2 separate regions of the Mus musculus genome follow, and region 1 is linked to region 2. Evidence: chromatin contacts called from public HiChIP or PLAC-seq data. All regions are on one chromosome and are shown on one strand. Each heading gives the region's core, a stretch centred on a gene start, on an enhancer-like site or on the middle of the called end of the contact. The rest is flanking DNA. Distances are from core to core; before and after follow the strand shown. Region 1 overlaps Gbf1 (golgi-specific brefeldin A-resistance factor 1). Region 2 holds the start of Gbf1 (golgi-specific brefeldin A-resistance factor 1).

Region 1 (2,773 bases), core at 199-2,698, 97 kb before region 2:
GAGAGAAACTCTGCTTTTACTCTTGTGGCAAATAGCCACCAGAAGCAGGCTAAGAAGCTGCCTCCAGCGATGCTGAGAGTCCTGCAGAAGGCTGCTTGCTCTCAAGAGTCCATTCTGCTGCTTAGTCTTGAAAAGTGAGCTCACGGAGAAAAGCAGGAAGAAAGGCCTGATGAAGCTCAGGCTGTGCTGAGGCTGAGGCAGCGCGGAGAGCAAGAGCCCTCCCGACGGGGTGGTAGGAGTCAGCTCTTGCCACCCCTCCCTCCTTTTTTTCATTTGTGAGACAAGGTCCCTGGCTTGCCTGAAACTCACTAGACCAGGCTAACCTTCGTCCCTCTGCCTCTGCTCCAGAGTGCTGGGCTTTCAAGGTCTGTGCCACCACACCTGGCAATTTTCCCCTTTTTGGTACCTGAAATTAACAGAGTTCCTGAGCCTAAAGCTTGGGGGATTGCCAAGAAACCTGAGCATTTCTCTTTCAACAATGAGCCAGAAGACTTCTGTTAACTGTGAGTACTTCTGTTGTCTTTTCTCTACTGTCTTCTTGGCACTAGCCTCTGACATGTCCAAGACTCTGTCTTATTTTAAGTACTAAGTGGCTTCTAGAGAGACATGCAAAGGGGAGGAGTTTGAGGACTCAGAGCCAGTGATGATCCAGCCTCTCTCTCTCTCCCCTATCACCCTCCCGGCTCCCTCAATCAGCAGGGGAAATCCTATTCTTTATGGCCCCTGTCTAAACACTCTTGCAGCCCTGCTTGAAAGTCCTTATTGAGGCCTTCAGGGCCACAGGAAAGCTAGGTCTTTCTTGTGTTAGAAGACATGTCAGATTTCAGTGAATAGCAGCCTTGCTCACATCTCAAGGATCCTGGGAGTCTGTTTCTTTCTCTCTTTCAGTAATTTAGTGATAAAGTGGTTTAAATTATTTTGATCTTTTTGTATTTTCATTCCTTTAACTTGAACAAAGTAGCAAAGTCCATTTTTCAAGAAGGCAGGTAATAGTGATGGGTCCTTAGAATCACAGGTAGAGCCTGCCAGCAAGCTACTGCCAGTCAGTGCTACAACTCATGACCTGCAGGTACATGGGACGAAACTAAAGGTCAGTTTGTGGAGCAGAAAATAATCTCAGAAGCCTTGGGCTGCAGGATCCAGAGGGCAGGGGGTGGTTTCTGCTAGGAGGTCGCAGAAACTCAGGGTTCCTTAGCTTGAGCTCATCAGACCTTGTATCCTGCCAAACTCCCTCAGGTCCTCGTCTTCTAGTCAGCCAGCTTCAGAGAGACTTGGCAGCCTCAGTGTCTGTTTCGCATGCCTATAATGATCATCACCCCCAACATTCTCCTTTCCCACCACAGGAAACCCCATTGACCAGCTGGCCTCAGGTCTCCAATGACCAGCCTCTTTGCCAAGTCCAGGAAGGGGACAGAGGAAGGAGAAAAGATCAAAGGGAAAGACGCAGAAGGGCAGCTGCGGGAGGCTGTGAAGAGACATGACCTGCAGGTGGTGCTCAGGTCGAGGCTGGCAGCTACAGTAAGACATGAAGCTGAGGCTCCCGTGCCTGGAGAAGTGGAGACCTTACCCACTCACGACCTGGCTGACACCCAAGACTCCTGCTCAGAATCCTGAATGCATTAGCTAAACAAATCCAATTTTCTAGAGAAGATAAAGAGTTTTCTCTTCCTGAACTTAAAGGTCATTCATTCATTTGCTTTTGGCTGGCTCGAACCTGAGCCTCATCTCACCTTGTCTCTCCATTTTGGAACAAAAACAGCTGCCTGTTTTCTTTGCTCTTCACTTTTTACATGGGTTGTAATAGGGGGATAAATTTAAAATTCTAAGTGACAAGACCAACTAAAAAGGAACCCAAATACACACCTTCTCAAACTGACTGAGGGAGACACAACTCGGAGGTGGACTCCCTGCTTAGCAGGTGTGAGGCCCTGGCTTCAAGCCCTTCTAGTGAGGACAGACAGACAAACAAACAAAAACCAGAGATCCACTCTAGACTGAGTGCAATAAGAGGTATAAACTGAGAACAGAACTTTACAATACAATAAATAGATAATGGGCTCTCAACAGACACCGAGGCTGGCAAGTCTCTCTGAAGCTGGCTGACTAGAAGACGAGGACCTGAGGGAGTTTGGCAGGATACAAGGTCTGATGAGCTCAAGCTAAGGAACCCTGAGTTTCTGCGACCTCCTAGCATCCAGGTCGTGAGTGGGTAAGGTCTCCACTTCTCCAGGCACGGGAGCCTCAGCTTCATGCCTTACTGTAGCTGCCTATACAAAGAGATTTTACAACTGTTAAAACAAATCCAAAATAGAGACAAAAGAAACTCAATGCTTCAACCTCAAGGAAATAAAACAACATTCAGATTTTTGCCCACCAAAGTGGCACACACATAAAACAGAAAACTGGTAATCCTAAGGGCTGAAGACAGCAAGGAGAAATGGAAACGCCCAGGGCATTGCTGGTAGGGATGAAAATGCTCTAACCTACTAGGGAAGCCATCTATAAAATGTAACCTATAACACTTCACACAGAGATAAAATTAGTAAATATGGCCGTAGGAACACAGGGGTTTATTTCAGCTTATTTATAATGGCTTTAAAAAGAGAATAATGTAAACATTAAATAAAAATACACCATTATATCAAGGAGGAATGAGGAGGAAAATGGGGAATTATTTCATAATTAAATTTCTGTTGGGGCATGAAAAAGTTTGAGAAACATTTGTTAGGAATAGTTGTACAATGCTGTGGACATGACTAAAACTATGAAATTA
Region 2 (2,700 bases), core at 152-2,651:
CCTGACCCTACCACAAGGAGCAGAACAACTCTCCTAACTTGTCTCTTTGCTAAAGACAGTGTCTCACTTGGCCCAGGCTGGCCTCTAACTCAAGAAGTAGCTGAGGATAACCTTGAATGTCAGGGCTAACCCTCGTGTTTCCATCTCCCAAGTAGGGAATAATTACAGATGTGGACCAACATGCCCAGTTTATGAAGTGCTAGGGACTGAACTCAAGGACTCCATACATGCAAGGCAAACACTCAACCAGCTACGTCTCCCTCCAGCCCTTTTCATGATTTTTCACCTACTAAAAATAAATAGACCACCAGGACCAAGCCTTATCAGTATTCAAACCCCTCTTAACTCTCAATCAAATGTGTCACAAAAGAGTGGCTGCCTTGGGATCAAACCTCATATCCTTAAAAAGAAGGGAGTTACAGTGGGTAAATGCCTACCCATAACACACACCTAAAGAGTTTAAGGCAGAAGGAGGTGGATCTTTGTAAATCCAAGGCCAGCCTGGTCTACATAGTGAATTCCAGAAAAACCAGAGCTACACAGAAAGAACCTGACTCAAAAAGAAAGAAAGGTGTTTACATGCAGACCCCTGGTGACAGCTGAGCTATCCTGTAAAAGCAAGATCTTACAGGCCAGGTTCTCAGGCGGCTGCCTCCAGTCTTCTATGCCTTCTGACTACCTAATCCAAACTGAGCTGGCTCATCTTTCAGGATTAATGGGGCGCTTCAGTTGTGCTAGGACGCAGTCACCCCGAAGTGACAGATGTACAGAATCTGAAAAGATTCACTCTCTAAACCCTGAAACCATCCTTAATTTTGCTTTCAGATGTTGAGGACTTTAGGGTGCAGAAGGGTCTGAAAAAGAAGAGCTGCAGGCCAGATTATGCCTAGGGAAAACAAACAAACAAACAAACAAAAACAAAAACAGATTCTAGCATCCACCGAGTCACAGGTGGAGCTGAAACACCCCTCGGGGACAAGGGTCTGACCTTTGGCCCCTGCACACCTCCCAACTCCCTCTCACATCAGTCCTCTGGGTTTACTTCTTCCCACTAAGCCCATCGCCCAGGCCGCTTCGCCCAACCGAAGGACCCTTCCTCCTTATTCTTGATGGCAACGTCAGGAGGCCCTCACGACGCTGGAACTCTAAGAAGAGACTTCGCTGACCTGTCAGCGGATCCAAAATGGCGGGGCCTAGTCCCAGAACCGGCGGCAGCCGCAGCTCATGTCCAGCCTGGCCCCGGAGGCGTCTCCCGGCCGCTCTCCCGGCGCCGGCGGCGAGTGAGAGAAGGGAAGGATCCTGTCTTCTGGAAGGCAACCCTAACTTCAGGGTGAGACCTCACTGCAGGCTGGAGTAAGTGGGCCGGGACGCTCGGTGGTGCCGGCTACCTTCCCTGTCAGCTCACTGACGTGGTAACTAGCCTCAGTCTAGCCCGCTGCCTGGTAACTGCGAGAGTCCTGCCGCGCTCAGCCAATCAGAGCGTGGCACTCTGAAAAGTGGCATTCCGACTATCCAATCGAAGAAAGAAATTAGCTCTGGGAGGCGTGCAATGCCCAAAGAGACCAGATTACAAGGGAAAGAAGAGTAGGTAGGGGACAGCCAACGGATACGAGGATTCTCTGACTGACAGTTACAGAAGCCAATAAACAATGAAAAATTGTGCTGGGCGGTTGAAGAGGTGGGGTCAGATAGGGTTCGGTTGCAGTGCGCTGTTTAGCAGTGGCTGCTGGGCATCCTGGGCAGGAAGGCTATGATTTGCTGGAAAGGGGGCGGGGTCCGTTTTGAGAGCTTGAGCGGGCGACCCTACTCCCCCAACTTCATCCTACCAAAGTCACCTGGGCTTTACTACTTTAGGGATCGCTCTCTTTCCAGGCAGGTCTGGGGTTGAAACGCGTTCCTAAATCCGGCCCGTGCAATCTTGCCTACGCCCTCCTGTCTTCTGTGCCCCACTTGGGTATATGTGCCTGTCTCATCCTAACTCTGATTTTTGCATTTTCTACTCCATTCCTACCATCCAGAAATAGAGAAAATGGTAGCAGAAATCTTGGATACCTAATTAGAGTATCCTCATTTTCCAGACGTGGAAAGAGTTCTACCGAGGAAAGCTGGATCCATGCATAGCAGAGAAAAACATACACCTACCCCAGCCAATTCGGTGCGGAGAGTAAGGGGCATGGGGGTACTTAATACTTCTTTTTAAAAAGAAAGAATTTGTCTATTTTAAGATAATGCTCTTAGCCACTAAACCATCTCTCCAGCCTCCCTCAATACTTGGTATACCTTACTCCATAGGGCTATATGACTCTCAGTTCAGCCCTTCCTATTAAGCCTTGGACAAATCTTAATGAACGATTGGTGGAGGTGTATGAGGATCAAGTCTGAGGGCCTAATCTCACACCATTAGTCCACATCGTTAACAAAAAGAAGAAGAAGAAGAAGAAGAAGAAGAAGAAGAAGAAGAAGAAGAAGAAGAAGAAGAAGAAGAAGAAGAAGAAGAAGAAGAGGAAGAAGAGGAAGAAGAGGAAGAAGAAGAAGAAGAAGAAGAAGAAGAAGAAGAAGAAGAAGAAGAAGAAGAAGAAGAAGAAGAAGAAGAAGAAGAAGAAGATGATGATGATGATGATGATGATTTCCCATTTTCCTTCGAAATGCGGACAGGTGAGACTGGAAAGGAAGCTTAGCAGTTAAGTGTGCTTGCTGCTC

Evidence for each region. HiChIP or PLAC-seq counts read pairs in DNA pulled down with a chosen protein or histone mark.
Region 1: a contact with region 2 is called in an H3K4me3 HiChIP or PLAC-seq map of pro-B cells, with 4 times the contacts expected there. The contact joins the enhancer-like site here to the promoter of Gbf1 in region 2. A contact is called at or near these places in 19 of 39 promoter capture datasets (the C10 cell line, the HPC-7 cell line, HPC-7-derived erythroid cells and 13 more), 1 of 15 datasets of contacts at CTCF or cohesin (the NIH/3T3 cell line), 25 of 484 Hi-C or Micro-C datasets (the 4T1 cell line, the 63-12 cell line, B cells and 17 more), 44 of 115 datasets of contacts at active chromatin or transcription factors (the 230-238 cell line, CD8 T cells, the HPC-7 cell line and 33 more) and 4 of 9 other capture datasets (adipose tissue, liver, macrophages and 1 more).

What each region holds. Positions count from the first base shown.
Region 1 is chr19:46,247,851-46,250,623 of GRCm38.p6, reverse strand. All of the region lies in intron 4 of Gbf1 (golgi-specific brefeldin A-resistance factor 1), which reads right to left. Among named protein-coding and RNA genes, the nearest start is that of 4833438C02Rik, 56 kb to the left of the region's middle. Within about 2 kb of position 1,448, at least 12 of the 459 cell types and tissues checked have an H3K27ac peak or open chromatin away from gene starts, as enhancers often do. A contact at or near this core is called in cerebellum and pro-B cells, where this site is marked.
Region 2 is chr19:46,151,259-46,153,958 of GRCm38.p6, reverse strand. Gbf1 (golgi-specific brefeldin A-resistance factor 1) reads right to left here and starts at 1,401. Exons shown (of 40, transcript NM_178930.3): 1 at 1,167-1,401.